Linked DNA regions of Rattus norvegicus: regions 1, 2 and 4 are each linked to region 3. A link is a contact called in public Hi-C data. All regions are on one chromosome and are shown on one strand. The core of a region is the stretch at or near the end of the contact, and the rest is flanking DNA. Distances in the headings are between cores, read along the strand shown. Region 1 has its middle 27 kb from the start of Gadd45g. Region 2 has its middle 51 kb from the start of Gadd45g. Region 3 has its middle 260 kb from the start of Diras2. Region 4 holds the start of Gadd45g (growth arrest and DNA-damage-inducible, gamma).

Region 1 (3,711 bases), core at 69-2,568, 340 kb before region 3:
CTTCCTCCAACAAGGCCACACCCACTACAAGGCCACACCTCCTAAGTGTGCCACTCCCTGGCCCAAGCATACTCAATCTACCACAGTTACCCTAGACACATGGATAAGGGTAACTAATCTATTGCATGAGGAGAAAGCAGAGTAGGTATCCCACGCCTTCGGACTCCATGATTTTCACACCCTTACATGGCGGGTAGATTCCCCAACAATGGTAAGTCCTTTCTCTGGAGCTCAGTGCAGCATGGTGATAAACTGTCCTTGTTTTTAGGTGTGTGCTGTTTTAGCTTCAAGCAGAGCCGAAGCTCTTGTGGGTAACCCTTTCCACCGGGTCACTGGGCTTGCCTGCCAGCGTGCACTCTGGCATATTTGGCTGCAGCCCAAGCTAAGAGGCTTTCAGCAAAGCCATTCGTGATGCCATGAGCATGTGCCCAGATGACGTCATGGTGAAGGACTGCCCAGTGCCCTAGAGATGAGGATGGTGCCTGCCTGTTGACCTCTCTAGTAGCCCAGTGGTACATGGCTCAATTCTGGGGAAAGGTTAATGCTTCAGACTGTCTAGAGCAAAGAACCCCAAGAGACTGAAGTGTACTCTGGGAGCGGGTAGGGAGATACAGGAGATTGGGTAGGGTTGAAGGCTCAGTGCGGTCCCATTGGGCAGTATCCAGCTTTCTTTTCCTCTGAACACTCTTTAGCTTTCCTTATAGATCCCTTCTTGTCCATGACAGACTCTCTGGAGGTCTGAAGTCATATGAACAGTGGGTCAGAAAGACCAGCCTGTTTCTGTGTCCTCAGAAAGACCAGCCTGGATATCTATATGGGTCAGTCACATGCATGAGGACCTCCCCTAGGTCCCACATGGGGTTTCTTATGTAGCCGATAAAGTTGTGCATTCTGTGAGATCCCAACATGAGTCCTTGCAGTCCCTTAGGCTGTGTGTCAAACTCATGCTTGTTGTTTGCTCAGAGACAGGGGATGACCGTTGTGTTACCATCCTGCCCTGGGTGACTGGTATGGTTTTAGTTGTACACTATAGCTTTCTCCTGATGTTTTTGGGCTCCGGTGTCTGGGCAACTTCCAGAGGGGCTGGGCCTGGTCTCCTGTAGGGCTCTCTAGGTCTGGCAGATGCTGGACCTGCTCCAATGGGGCTCCAGGAAATCCCACTATCAAGGCAGCCTTTGGTTGGTCCTATCCTACTGCGTATAGCACCCCGAGGTTACTCTCCTTGTCATGTGGCTTTCCCCGGGGTGAGACCAAGCTCGCCTCCCCGCTGGACCTGATTAGGTGTCCTCTGGCCCACTTGGAATTCAGCAGGCATTGGCTGAAGTCCTGCTTTGCCCATTGGCCTCAGGCAGCTAGCTCCTAGTGCAGTCTTGAGTTGAGGCTCCCAGGAGCCTTGGAAGCTTCCATTCAAAGAGGTCAGTGGGAGCCGGCTCTGGCAACTCCTTCCCATGCAGACACACTTCCTTAGTTTGCCAGCCTGGGCCATCTGCTCTGCCCAGGGACATCAATCTCCGTGAGTGATTCTTCAGCCCGGCCAACTGGACAGTATTCACCAGATTCCCACACACTTGTCGGGGGAGCATCTCAGGACCACCAGGAGACTCCTCAGCAGTTCCCGTAAACATTGGAGAACACTGCTCAGTGGGGTGCTCAGACACCTTTGGCCTGCAACCCCAGGCCAACACAGCCAGTTTCTTTTCAGAAAACTCAGCAACGTGCCAAAAATAAGAGAGACATTCCCAGGAACCGTTGGACTCAGATGGCAGTCTTCCTGGAGATGGGGATCCAGAAGAGGAAGGAGGAAGAGGCCAGGTTTGCAGCCAGGTGCCATGGGATTGCAGCCTTGCCAGGGAGACAGCTGCTTCCAGAAGGGCAGAGAGCCTTGGGTACCTGGTAGAGAGCGCTTGCCTGCCATGGAAGGGAAGCTGGAATTGACACATAGGAAGACAGACAGACAAGTAACAGACAAACAAACAAAGCATCCAAATAGCTGTGTGTTTCTACAGGTGCAATCTTAGGCCTTGGCTAAGTGACTTGGAGAAGACGATTTGACCTTTAACCAAGACCAGAAAGTAGAAAGGAACATCTGGAGGGACTGATAAGTGACCCTGGCGAAGAACAAATATGCTACTTAAGACTTAAAGCAATAGGATACAATGTGTCGTAGCCAAGGAACAACGGGAACGGGGATGGGGTGGAGGGAGTGGAAGGAGGTCCGCCTTCCCTGTGAAGCACCAATGATTAGGACAACAATATAACTGTTTGCAATAAAGGGATGCAAAACAGAAAGAAACAGAGGCAAAGATTATACAAACAGAGGCAGAGGCCAAGGTCCCATGGAGTGCAGCTCAGGTGAGGGGAGTCAGGTACACGGAGATGAAAGTCCCTACTGGGAGTTTCCATGTGTTACAAGGGTACAGTGTTTGAAGATTGACAACCCCAGGAGGTCAGTTTATGGAAGTTGTCACCTTCTGACATTACTGCTGGGGCCAGAGGGACAGCAGACGTGAACCCCGGGGTGCTCATCAGAGCAGATGTGCTGATTCAGTGGTTCCCATGCCAGGCACCCACAGGATGTCCATTGCAGCTTTGTGCACAGACAGTGGTAGGCCAGGCCCCTGGCTGGTCTGGGCAGGGGAGGATACTGGAAGCCAGCAGGCAGGCCTTTATGGAATACTGCATGGCTTCAAAAAGGAGGAAGATGAGTCTTCCCGTCTGAGTAAAGCAAACCAAGAAAATCCAAGTACATGCCTGGGGGTTTGTCTCCATGGTGACATTCAGTCAAGTGGATGGCGAGGATTGAGCATCAGACTATGGATGGGCATGGGGAGTGAGGAGAAGGGAGGCCCTTGCTTCCAGCCTGGTTGTGCTATATTCAGATGCCCTGATGGTTCAGGAAAGCCAGGTTAGTCCCTGCATAGGGTCTTTGTCTCCAAGCCTTCAAAGAGAGTTCCTGTCTGAAGTGGAGTCCCAGGGACTGAGGGGAGATCAATGCCATAGTAGAAGCCTCTTGTGCTCCACAATCCCATCTCATATTCAAGACTGCAGGAAGGCAGCTTTGTCCACGTCCTGGTCTGTTTGACCCTAGTGGTTTCCTCAGAGGCACCATCTGACCTAAAAACAAAGTTCAGGTCACAGTCATGAGAAGTAGCTCCTTTGTGTTTCCATGGTTCGCTTGCTCCGTGGGAGGCCTCCAAGCAGGTGAAGGTGCCTTGGAAGGGTCTCCCTTCAGCATAGAGCACACGGGGAAGGATAAGAGGCCCTTTGCAACGACACTATGGTGGTTAATGTTGCCAGGGTGACAGGGTCTAGAATCACCATGGACACAAACCTGGGCCTGTGAGTGAGTTTCTAAACTTGAGGTGGGAAGATTGACCCCAAATGTTAGATACCTCATCCCATGACCTAGGGGAAAGTACCCACCCAGCCATCTTTAATGAGCAGGTATTCTCTGTAGACAAAGTTGAGCAGTCCACACAGCCTTCTAGCACCAAGAAGTTCCTGGTCAGCTGTGACCTGGGCAAGCATCTAATGCCCTGGATTCTTCCACCTATAAATGTAAAATGGGGAGAGTATGAACTTTAGGGCACAGAAGGCTACCCAAGCCACTACAGCTGCAAGCCATTTGTGGTGCTACGCTCTGAGGCTGTCCTGTGGTAGATAATTACATCCAAACGTGCGTCGACTGAGGGAGGGAATGACGAACTGTAG
Region 2 (4,269 bases), core at 218-2,717, 310 kb before region 3:
CCCTCAAGGTCTATTTCCTTATATAGCCACTTCCTCTTTTTGAGACTTGACTACCAAGGTCCAGCTATCAAAGTATTGAAGTCCAGCAATCAAAAGCCCCCTTTGGCTCACCTAATTAACATGTCCAATCAAAATTAAACATCTCATCCTAACATGAGGTTTCCCTTTTTACCTTTATAAACCACCATTTGCCTATGGGCCATGTCTGTCACTCTATCTAGAAGCCGACCTTTGACCTATTCTGAGATAAATACTCCCTCTCCCTCATCCTCTATGTCCTGTGTTTGCCCCTTATTCCTGCCCTCTGTCCTTCTGGGACAAATCAATCTCCTCTGTGCTGAGAACGTGATCTTAGGGTTCCTAATCCAATGCTTTTCCTTTCACATGGCTCCTGGAGATTTGAACCCTGGTCCTTGGGCTTGTGAGCAAGCACTTCAACCACCGATCCATCTCTCCAGCCCCTAGAGCAGAGTCTTAGAAGTAGAACTGCTAACCCAAAGATGTGCATATTTTCAGTTTTAAAAAGTTATTGGGAAAGTTATTCTCCAATAGTGTTTGCTAATTGATGCTTCTACCCTCAGAACGTTGGGGTGCCAGTTTTCACATGTGTTTATGATGAACTTACGATATTTAAATAATATTAAAGATGGGAAAGAAAAAGTTTACTTTAATCTTCATATAAGTAGGGTGAACTTGTGTCTTTTTGGCCAATTTATTTTATTTTGTTGTTGTTGAGAGTTTTTGGTTCCTTGCAGGTGTGTTTGTGTGTGTGTGTTTATGTGTGTGTGTGTGTGTGTGTGTGTGTGTGTGTGTGTATTTTGGACAGAGTCTTACATAGTTCCAGCATTTTTCCTACACAGTGCATTCAAATTTACTTCTTAGTAAAATCCATGACATGTTAAGGTAAATGCTATCATTTGACCCAGTGAAGCAAAAGAAACTATTGTACCGTGGGGCACATAACCTCTTATGCTGCTTTAAACTCACTCTGTGGCCAACACTGCCCCGCTTCCACTGCCTGTGTTGTGATTACAGGCAAATGCTATCACGTTCTGCTTGTTCGATACGGGGGATCAAATCTAGGGCATTGTGGATGGTAGACAGCGCTCGGTCAACTGAGTTACAGCCCGGGTCCCTCCTTTGCTTAATCTCTTTCTCTCTCTCTCTCTCTCTCTCTCTCTCTCTCTCTCTCTCTCTCTCTCTCTCTTTTTTCTTTTCTTTTTTTTTCGGAGCTGGGGACCGAACCCAGGGCCTTGTGCTTGCTAGGCAAGCGCTCTACCACTGAGTTAAATCCCCAACCCCCTTTGCTTAATCTCTTACACTAACGCTAATAGCTTCAATCAACAGACTCAAAATCGAAGAACCAAACAAAAGCAAGGTCCATTTCTTGTTTACTATGAGTGTCCCTCCTGCAGCTGCGGCCTTTGGAATTTTAGCAGCAGCGGAGAAGGGAGGAGTCAGGGGACACATGGTATGGGCTGACCCAGATCTGGGAGTTATGTCAGCTGATGAACTGTCTGGTGACCAAGAGCTGGTGGGTCTCTGTGTCATTTGCCAGGGGGGGCGGGACACTCTTCCAGCCGCTGGAGTTTGTCTTTGTTGGTAAAGCCTTGGCTTACCAGTGGCTGCCAAGTTAGGTAATGTCTGGCGAGGTTTTGCTTTGCCTACATTTTTAGCAGAGCCGTCTTTCTCTAATTGCACAAGGCTTTTGATATAGCATCGTCATTAGCCCTTCGTCTTGTTGTGGAAGGTTTAAAATATTTCCCCGTGATTTTCTGCTCTGTTTTATAGCTCTTGCCTGTCCCAGCCTACGCATGCTTCCTGTGTGACTGGCTTCTGGGTCCCCCACCTTCTAACGCCGTCCACATTCTGAACTCTGCCCAACAAGGTTCCATCTACCAGAGTCATGAACACCTCTCCCACACCTTCCTGTAGCTTTGCATGCACCTTTAGAGACTGAATTCTAGTGTTTGTTTTGACGTACGTCTTTGGGGATGCCTGTAATGGCTTTTACCTTCCTGCTAAACTTGCCTCTGACATCCACCTGACCAGACTCTGGGGCTGCATTTGTACACATCTTTGGTTGCTCTTTCCATCTAGCCATTCTCCAGCTCCTTTCTGGGGCCAACTCTGACTGCCAAGTACCCTCCCAGGCCTGATCCAGGAACATTCTCGCCAGGTTCCTTTTTACCTCCAGCTCCAGTAGACAGCCCCAGGCTCACTCCTGGTTCCTAATTCCCTTCTCTCCCACCTGGTTCTAGGAGGCCTCTCCAGATGCCCACAGCTTCCTTGGTGCTCCTGGCTCCAGCCTGCTATTGCAGCCTCTAATCTACTGCCCAACTCCCTTGTATTTGCCTACGTGCTTTCCTTGTCCAGATCCACATGCTCTGAACTCTAGTTACAACCTCCACCATGGGACACACCCTGTTCATTTCTGTCTTTACTATCTCCTGAAGCCCAGCCCTTGCCGAGGAGTGACAAGCAAACTTTCCACCATGTCCCCAGGGGACCCTTGCCCTAGAGCAGTCATCTTTCCCGCCTGATTCCTCATACTGTTTGCAGATTTCCTCGACTGGCTAATGGCCCCCTTTCCTTAGCAGCCAGCTTTAGTTGTGTCCCTCTACCGCCCCACTGCACACCCCTGCCCAGGCTGTATCTTGCTATGTTCGTGCAGGTGGATGTATGAGGCCTTGAGCTATGGGAGCTGGGCCCCAGGGAGTCTTCCCTTACCCTGAAGCCTTGTAGCAAGGCCTTGACAAGACTCCAGCTGTGAAGTAATTTCAGGAAGGCTGGGAGAGGCCCAGGCCCAGGACAGGTGGGGATTTGGAAGGATGGGTAGCCAGTGGCCTCAGGCTGGCCTTCAAGGAGAGGCCAAGCTGCTCATGGCCCCTATCAGGCAGTTCGAGGGCTACACTTACTGATCTCCAGGCTGGGAGCTCGGCCTGGTCCCTTCACAGCCGCCTCGAGAAAGAACACATTTTATTCGTTTATTCTCCAAATTCCAGAGCCTCTGCAAAAAAAATTCTGGCTTCAGCCACTGCTGTGTTATGCACAAGCTACCCAGAAGTCACTCAGAGGGTGGGACAAGTAGTGTTAGGGTTACACAGGACAGGGTCTCTTGAAAGGTCTGGCCTGGTGCTCTAGCACAGGGACACACACACACACACACACACACACACACACACACACACACACACACACACACAGAGTAGGTCCCCGCTCTAGCATGGAGACACACACACCCAGTGGATCCCTGAGGTCCCTGGCATGAGAACAGAGCAGCTTTTCTCTATCCTGCAGAAGGACGCTCTGAGTTTTTTGCCCTGAACGTGTAGCCTCACCCAGAGCTGTCAGCTCCAGGAACAGCACACTGACCTGATTAAGTTCAGTGTTGGCTGCAAGCAGGGTCACCCTGGCCCTTTGTCCTCTCCCAGCTGGTCTCCAGACCCTGCTTCTGGCTGGCCAAGAGAAAACTGTACCTTTCCTCGTACTCTGCAATCAGGGGTTCAGATGTGAGCTTGGGAGACTCCTTTCCTGTTTGGTGGCCTCACCTGTCCAGGTGCCCAGCAATCGAGGCAGCACTGCCTGTCCAGGGTTTTCCCTTTCTCTGGTGCGATTCTCCCAAGTGGCTCTGTATGGGGGGGGGGGGCTGGTTTTCTTTTGTGTTGCTCCCCTCTCGTGCTCATGGAGACGCCAGAGGCCATGTGAGGCCACTCAAGGCCCTGGGAGGCTCAGCTGAGGTGCTTGCCAAGGCTTTCCACAGACTCAGCAGATACATGTGGTCACTTCTGGTGGACAAGAACTTCTGCCTGGCTTTGCTCAATCTGTCTCCATAATGACAGATGAGGTCCCCAGGAATTCCTGCAGGTTCCTTGACTGAGTTCTAGCTCCCTTTAGTATAAAGCCCTCATCTCCCTCCTCTCTTTTTGAGGAGAGTGTATATTGTGTGTGTATGTGTGTGTGGTAATACTCTTCTTAGTGTGGGCATGTGAGCAAATGCTTGTATAGAGAGGACAGATCAATAATGGGTGTCTTTTTAGAGTCTCTCTCTCTAGCCCCTCCCCCCTCCGTCTTGATAGGGGATAGGGTCTCTCTCTCCTCTCTCTCTCTCTCCTCTCTCTCCTCCTTCCACCCCTCCTCGGCTCTCTCATTGCATCTGAAGCTCATCATGAAGGCTAGGCTTTCTGGCCAGTGAGCCCCGGAGATCCACCTGTCTCTGCCTCCCCTCTAGCCATGGGGTGACAGGCATCCATAACCAGAGCTGGCTCT
Region 3 (3,884 bases), core at 1,004-3,503:
ATGTGTGTGTAAATGTGTGTGAAGGTGCATGCGTGTACAGGTGTGCATATGTCTTAGCAGGCCAGTAAACCACTGCAGGTGTCATTCCTCAGGTGCCACCCACCTTTTCACTGAGGAAGGGTCTCCTATTGGTCTGACACCCATCAAGATGGTTAGGATGAATGGCCATTAGATCGAAGAGGTTCACCGTCTCTGTCTCCCTGGCGCTGGGGTTATAAGCCATGTCTCTGCATCTGGCTTGCTAAATGTGGATTCTGAGGGTCTAACTCAGATCTTTATGCTTGTGTAGCAGGCCCCCCTCCTCAGCCAACACACCGTTCTTTGGGATGAACCAAAAATGATTAAATAAACAAAGACAGAATAGGAAGAAGGGAAGAATTTGTGTGTGTATGCGGGCATGTGTGTGTGTGTGTGTGTGTGTGTGTGTGGTCGTGCACATTCGTGTGTGCGCGAGCACACATGCATGTACTCAGCATTTATATGTCAATATGATAATATGATTTGTCTGAAGATGTGGAGGCCTGCATGCATCCCAGCTGTGTATACCTATACCAGAGGACAACTCACCCACTGTCTTCCTTAGAGCAGGCATGGTTGGGAGGAGCATGGTCTGGTAACCATGTAGGCTGAGCAGCAAGAACAGAACTGTCTCGATTCAACAATGGCTCATCCTTGGAAATAGCAATTTGGGGGGAAGATAACACATTCTCCCATTGCACAAGGGAATATTCCAGATCAGGTCTGGTCACTCCGTGAAAATGGTTTCTGCAGACAGCTGACTCTTTTAAGAAACCTTTCCTGGCTACCTTGGTTAAGACTTGGGCAGCCTTTGGGGAGACGATAACAGAAGCTGAGCTGCCTTTCTGGCAAAGGAAACTCCTTTTTCACTTAAAATAGAACGTGGAGCTTAGTAGGAATTGTTCCGTGCACTTAAACAAACAGGAAGCTCTCACTGTAGGCCGAGGCTGGGTGAGAAGAAACTGGATATGTCTCGTCATGACGCAAATAATTAAGGACAGAGGTCAAGTTCACTAGGAGCATCCAAGCACCAAGAGGCATTGCACAGTCAAGGTGACACCCCCCCCCCTACTTTTTCCAGCCTGCAAAGGGATACTCCCATGTCCCTCGGGCTGAGCTACACAGACGCTGGCAGCAACAGGTTGTTCCAAGGTCAAAGGCCACTGTGGGAACAGTGCGCCCCAGCTCAGGCTGTCTCCCTGGCTCCCAGATAAATAAACGAGTAGGAATAGGACTCAGAGGCCACCCTGGGGCAAGTTTCTCCGTGTTCCCATCCCAAACAGCAAGTGTTGACACCCAACTGTCAGGGCTAGGGATGGTCACCTTGCCTCACCTTCTGCAAGGCCCCTAGGTCCCAGCTAGCAGCCTAAGGCTGCCAAGAAACTCCTGCAAGCAAGAGAGGCCACTGGGTGGGACTGGGTGGGACCACCTCCACTGTCCAGAGCCTGGGTGCAGTCTGAGCTCCCAGGACCATTAAAGGGAATGAGCACAAGCTGAGCTGGTCTCTCATAGCAAAGGAGGCCAAGGCAGGAAAACTTCAGCACTGCCAAGGACAGCAGTAGAGGCACACCCACACTTTAGAATGCAAAGCCTCCATGCTTCTTTAATTCTCCTCCTGCTCTCCAAGTAGGCAGTGCAGCCTGATGCTACACAAGAATGAAGGAGGGGCTCCACAGGTCCCTACAGAAGCCAGCACCCGGGGGCTGCCGGACCCTCCCTTTCTTCTGCTCAATGCAATCTGCAAACTTCCTTTTCAACCCCTTTCCCGGACATTCTTATCAGATGGCCCAGATGAGAAAGGATTAAAGCCCCATTTTTCCATTGTCTTCTCAGAAGAAGCTCAACAAAGTAATCACCACAGACAGTCTCCAGCAGAGGCGCTTGGGGACAGCTCCACCCGCTGCGGCTATTGCATTGTTCCTGCCCAGGGTAGGTGGTCCGACTAGATCTCAGCTGAGGGTCTGCTATCTCTCTGCAAACAGCTGGAGGATCTGTGACCCAAGATATAGAAGACACCCAGCCTCGCCCCCCCCCCCACCAATATCTCTGGATGAAAAGGGCATTCCAGAGAGGAAAGGCCACAGTTTCAGAAGGAGAATAGAAGGCAGGAAGGGGCAGCCAGGGAGAGCACTTTCCTGGGTTCTGCTGTTCAGTCTGCCTTACTGCCAGGCATCTGGCTCTGACCAGCATGGCGCTGGCTAGAAGCCATGATCTTTCTGGCTCTCCTGAACTGAGTCAGTTCAGCTTACTGGCTGCTTGTAGCTCTGAGGCCACCCACCACCTGACCTGCCTTTGCTCCACACACAAGCACACACAGGGACAACTGTAATTCGTCACACACGCTGCTACATATATCACCCTGCGGACACACCTGTCTGCGCACTGGCACATAAATACACATGTATACACACGTGTGGGTACACACACATAGACACTGCAGACGTGTGTGCATGCACACACACCTTAAGGAGCGTGCACGCGCACGCGCGCGCACACACACGCACACACACTCACAAAACCCACAGTATCATTTCAACTGTGAACGTCTACCGCCCCCCAGAGGTTCAAATGTGGATGAACAAGTTCCAAGTTGTCAATATCTTGGACAAAGAGCAACTGCTTACTTTTCAAGCCCAGAGAACCGGAAGGTTTCATTTAGGGAAAAGGCTGTTGTATTTTGACATATCTCACACAACCTTTATGTAACAGGATGTTTCTTCCAGTTTCTTAAGCTCTATAAATCACAGGGTATGAGTGTGTACAGGTAGGGGTGTGTGTGTGTGTGTGTGTGTGTGTGTGTGTGTGTCTCCTAGGAAGACATCTTTACCTAAGTAGAGACCCCAGGAGATATCCAGACGTTTTGGCGGGGAGGTATGGGACAAGCCTCCAGACTTCCCACCTCCAGACTGAGGTGGGAAGCGGGAAATTACATGTGTAGTGATGTCTTATAACTGGGGCTTTCAGACAAATGGGGAAACCTGCCTGAAAGACCTGAGCATGCTTCTAGACTCTCTGAGAACCTGGCGATAGATGGCCCACCACCACTGAATTCTGTGATCTGCAGTGGGCGGGGTCCAGGACAATCTTTGTCAGTAAAGACCCAGGTGATAAACATCGTCAGTCCTCTGGGCCCAAAGGTTTCTACAGCTGCTCTTCTCCAAAGGACTAAGTTCCAACAGAGCTTCCTAGAAAGAGTATAAAGTGCACACTTCACGAAGTTTTCACCTCTCGTGAAATACCATTCTACTGTAAAATGTGCGCTCATCCTTTAATTAAAAAAAAAAAATCTAGGAACAGTATGGGGCAAGGGCTCAGCCAGTAAAGTGCATGAGGATCTAAGTTTAGTCCCTAGAATCCCCATCCCCCTCTCACCCTACCTTCTCACAGAAAGAGAGAGGGTAGGGGGAAGGGAGAGGAAGTGGGGAGGGAGGGAAGAAGGGTGTAGGAGGATCTGGAACTTAGACCATGCTCACAAATCTAGAACCAACCACCTTTCACCCCGGAGCTGTGAGTTGCCTCATTGACTTCCCATCTCTGACTCTGAGGTGAAATCGGACCACATTGGATGGTGAGCGCCGCTAGGCACAGGCACCCTGTGATGTGGCCCGTAGCAGTTTTCTGACATCGTGGGATCCTGGTCTTTTGGATGTGCACAGGGTCTGTTCTGGGAGTGCATCTGAGGAGCAGGGATTTATTCTCCCACCAGGGAGCAGGCTGCTCAACACGGTCAGAAATGAGTTCTGCCTTGCTCTCCTCCCATGACCTCATGCAGAACTTGTAGGCTCGGTCGTCCAGACGGCCTCCTCCTTTAATTGAAGGCTCAGAGAGGGATTTAGAGCCACACTTTGCTGTTACTTGTGATCTTT
Region 4 (3,871 bases), core at 86-2,585, 370 kb before region 3:
AAATCTCCCAAGATCGCTTCGAATTCTATTATATCATCAGAAAAGAACTTTTGAAAAAACATTTTTAAGTAGTTGAAATATTTCAAAAATCTCATTAGACAAACGGATTCTTGGTCCCGGGCGGCAGGCTCCTTTCGGTCTCCAGGCCAGGGGCGCAGGAGCTATACTGATTCTAATTGATGCGCATAATAGCACAGGGTTCTCGGTGCCTGGGGTACCTCGGCCCTGGGAGGTCAACGCGAGGCAGTATGTGGTGGGAGGATAGGAAGATCTGGATTTTTCTAGGTCGGCCTGTAGGCGGCGCCCTGGGAAAAGCATTGAGGAACAGCGTGCGCCGAGCTTCCAAGTCACCCCGGAACCTCTGGGTTTGGGGTGCAGTATCCCTGTGTGTACAGCTCTCTCCCGAGCTTGGCACGCGTGTATCAGAATCCCAGCAGCCAGCATAAGCCTAAGAGGTGCGCACCCAGGGGCGGGGGAGCGGCACGCGGCTCCGACCCTCACGCGCCGTGCAACCCCGCGACCCCCGCGCGCGAGGGGGGCTCTGCCCACCCCACCGGCGGCAGGTGGACAGTGTTGCTATGAAAGAGAAAGCGTCGATTGTCCTCACTGTGAACTGCCACACGCCAGACCTCCTCTTTTGTGTGCCCCGTATAGAAATGCAAACGAGCCGCGTGTGCCGGCAGCAATCTGCTAGTCCCTGCTGCCCGCGCCCCACAGCGATCTGCTCCGGGTAGGGGTGGGGGATGGGGGGCGGGAGAGCTTAGACCTTGCAGCCGTGACCCCGAAAGGCGCTAAGTCCTGAGTCCTTAGTGGCAGTCTAGGCCTAAAGTCAGTTGCAGTTGCAAACCTTTGACTTTTAAGTTTCGGTTTCGGTGCAACAGTCCCGTAAACTTCAAGTTGAAAAAAAAAAAAAAGAAAAAATTAGAAAGGTCGCAAAAAAAAAAAAAAACCAAAAAGTGCAAACAAACAAAAAAGGCGTTTACATTTTCCAAGTGTGCATTCTACAAATTCCAGTATCGTATTAGCAAACAACGTGCTATTTTTTTAACTTTTTCCTTTTAAGGACTTACAAAAAAGAAAGGCGAGGTGAAATCTGCAGGCTCCAGTCTGCCTGGTAACACCCTGACAAAAGCGGCAGATTTGAGGCTGTGTCATCCCCCGCACCCCTCCCCACGTGGCCTTCTGGCACGAGCCGCAGGCCTGCCGCCTCATTTGCATCAGAAAGCGGGCGCTGGCCAATGGGAGCGCAGCCTCCCGCCAGCTGGCGGCGGCGCGCGGAGCCGGTCTATAAAAGGACTCTCCCTGCCGAGCCTGGCGCACTCGCTGGTGGTGGGCGCGGATCGTCTTTGGGAATCTTTACTTGCGCTCGGGTTCCCTCTGCACTCTTCACTTTTGGATAACTTGCTGTTCGTGGATCGCACAATGACTCTGGAAGAAGTCCGTGGCCAGGATACAGTTCCGGAAAGCACAGCCAGGTGGGTTTGGGGGTACAGAGAGTTGTCGGGTAGCGATCTCTCGGGGTCCTCCAGGATAGAAGTTTGCAGGGTGGGAGCCATGCACTGTCTGGCTGCGAGGTGCAGAGGCGCGGGACCAGGATTATTACATTCGATTCGTGTCTAGAGCTAGAGTTTGGGGTGCCGGCACCTGGTCGTTGTTGGGGAGCCTGGGATACGGGTACCAGATCAGAAGTAGGGAACCGGGAGTTACAGGCGCCAGGTCGAGACTGGGTGATGGGGAATGAGGGCGCCAGATCATGACTAGGGTGCCAGAGGTGTGGGCGCCAGGTCGGGACTGGGGATCCGGGTGTGTGGGCGCCAGGTTGGAGTTGGGAGGCAGGAATGCTGGCGCCAGGCAGGTCTAGGCTAAGGGGCCAGCTGGGACTTGGAGGTCAGGGCAGGGATCTCTCTGTCGCGTCCCCGTGCTGGTCCCCCACTCACGGCGCTTGTTCTTTCACAGGATGCAGGGCGCCGGGAAAGCATTGCACGAACTTCTGCTGTCGGCGCAGCGCCAGGGCTGTCTGACCGCTGGCGTCTACGAGTCCGCCAAAGTCCTGAATGTGTGAGTGTAGAAAGGCCCCGCGTGCAGGGATTAGGGTTGGCGCGGTGGGGAGACCTGGGGGTGGCATCGACTCTGACCTTGTGCTTCCCATCTGCTCTGCAGGGACCCTGACAATGTGACCTTTTGCGTGCTGGCTGCCGACGAAGAAGATGAGGGCGACATAGCCCTGCAGATCCATTTTACGTTGATCCAGGCGTTCTGCTGCGAGAACGACATTGACATCGTGCGCGTGGGAGACGTGCAGAGGCTGGCGGCGATCGTGGGCGCCGACGACGAGGGGGGCGCGCCGGGAGACTTGCATTGCATCCTCATTTCGGTGAGCGCTCCCACTCACTACCTCTCCACGCCAGTCCCCCAACCTGTCCTGGCCAACGATAGGCATGGCTGACCCCTGTATTTCTTTTCTTTTTTTAAATCCAGAACCCTAATGAAGACACATGGAAGGACCCTGCCTTGGAGAAGCTCAGTTTGTTCTGCGAGGAGAGCCGCAGCTTCAACGACTGGGTGCCCAGCATCACCCTTCCCGAGTGACAGCCTGGCAGGGACCTTGGTCTGATCGACTTGGTGACACTCTAGCGCGCTGCTGGCTCTGGAGTGGCCCTCCGAGGGCGCTCGAGTGCGCATGGAGACTGGCAGGCGATGTTGCCTGGAGAGCGAGGAGCGCGGCCTCCCAAGAAGGGGGTCTGGCGGCAGCGGGGACATCTTGTTCCGAGCCCAGGACTCTGCCAGTGTCCGGAGAGGCTGCTAGCACACGAAGGCCTGGCAAGGACGTTGGCCCCAGGGCCGGGAAGAACCGACCAGCGAGGCAGGTGTGACTCAGCAAGCAGCCTTCAGTGAAAGGAGGGGAAAGGCAAGGCAGGAGGCCGCCTGGACTTGGTACAGCTGCAGGAGAGGCCACTGCAGGAGCGAGCCGGACTTAGCAGACTGCACTGCTCTTTCAAAAACGGATCCCGGGCAATGCTTTCATTTTCTAAAGGACGCTATCGTGGAAGCTTTGAATTTCACAATAAACTTATTGAAACAAACTTATGCTTCTTATTGAGGGTCGGGGATTCTTATCTCGGGAGGGGTGAGGGAGGCGGTCAAGGGTGTTTCTGGTAGTTGATGGAGCTTGGGACACCCGTGACCACCTCTCTTTCTGTCTTGGGCAAGAAACAGCCTCCTGGGGCTGGCAGTAGGGGGAGGGAATGCTGGCGAGTAGTAAAGGGGAATACTGTTTGAACCTTTCAGGAAGATTTCAAATTTGCAAGACAGGAGCATACTTGATAAGGCATCCTGGTGCAGGAGCTCAAGGCTTGCAATCCAATCCGATAACTGTGACTTCTGCCTCCAGCGCCCCCCCTCCCCCACTCCGCCCCCCTCCCCCACCTTTGCCTGGACAGCTGCTTATCTGAACAGCTTGCTGGAGGCCCTGTGCCTTCCAATACAATGAGCTTGCCTTCTGCAACTCTGCCCTTGGTGTGGTGGCTGTGGATGGTGGATGGGGGCGGGTAGCTCTAGCTTTCAGGAACTTTCTCCTTTTAATTGTTCTGACAAAGCTACGCTACTAAGGTATTAATATAAAATATGACACCAGTGAGTGCGTTTTAAGTATGAATCATCATTTTGTCACAGCCGTGATGGAAGCTACAGTATCTTAGCAGAAGTTGGAAGGCACTGTCTATATAAATAGGAGTGAGCCAGTCTGAGTGGGGCGGGCATCTGCTAGTTCCTATTCTCAGTGCTTCTGCCCACATCAGGGAGGACTGCTGCTACCCGCAATTCCTTTTAAAGTCAGAGGACAAACGCTTGGGAGCCAAGATTATCTTTTGAG

What was found. Hi-C and Micro-C count contacts between places; a contact is called where the count stands out from the background.
Region 1: a contact with region 3 is called in a Hi-C map of liver, with 5 times the contacts expected there. The contact joins two enhancer-like sites.
Region 2: a contact with region 3 is called in a Hi-C map of liver, with 5 times the contacts expected there. The contact joins two enhancer-like sites. A contact is called at or near these places in 2 of 12 Hi-C or Micro-C datasets (liver and mammary epithelial cells).
Region 4: a contact with region 3 is called in a Hi-C map of liver, with 14 times the contacts expected there. The contact joins the promoter of Gadd45g here to the enhancer-like site in region 3. A contact is called at or near these places in 10 of 12 Hi-C or Micro-C datasets (the A7r5 cell line, the Rat2 cell line, frontal cortex and 6 more) and 1 of 1 datasets of contacts at active chromatin or transcription factors (oligodendrocytes).

Annotation. Positions count from the first base shown.
Region 1 is chr17:13,501,303-13,505,013 of GRCr8, reverse strand. No RefSeq gene overlaps it. Among named protein-coding and RNA genes, the nearest start is that of Gadd45g, 27 kb to the left of the region's middle. Within about 2 kb of position 1,318, at least 14 of the 93 cell types and tissues checked have an H3K27ac peak or open chromatin away from gene starts, as enhancers often do. A contact at or near this core is called in liver, where this site is marked.
Region 2 is chr17:13,477,084-13,481,352 of GRCr8, reverse strand. No RefSeq gene overlaps it. Among named protein-coding and RNA genes, the nearest start is that of Gadd45g, 51 kb to the left of the region's middle. Within about 2 kb of position 1,467, at least 5 of the 93 cell types and tissues checked have an H3K27ac peak or open chromatin away from gene starts, as enhancers often do. A contact at or near this core is called in liver, where this site is marked.
Region 3 is chr17:13,163,615-13,167,498 of GRCr8, reverse strand. No RefSeq gene overlaps it. Among named protein-coding and RNA genes, the nearest start is that of Diras2, 260 kb to the right of the region's middle. Within about 2 kb of position 2,253, at least 17 of the 93 cell types and tissues checked have an H3K27ac peak or open chromatin away from gene starts, as enhancers often do. A contact at or near this core is called in the A7r5 cell line, hepatocytes and liver, where this site is marked.
Region 4 is chr17:13,527,815-13,531,685 of GRCr8, reverse strand. Gadd45g (growth arrest and DNA-damage-inducible, gamma) reads left to right here and starts at 1,335. Exons shown (of 4, transcript NM_001077640.2): 1 at 1,335-1,475; 2 at 1,957-2,058; 3 at 2,161-2,374; 4 at 2,479-3,080. The coding sequence starts at 1,423. The coding sequence ends at 2,589.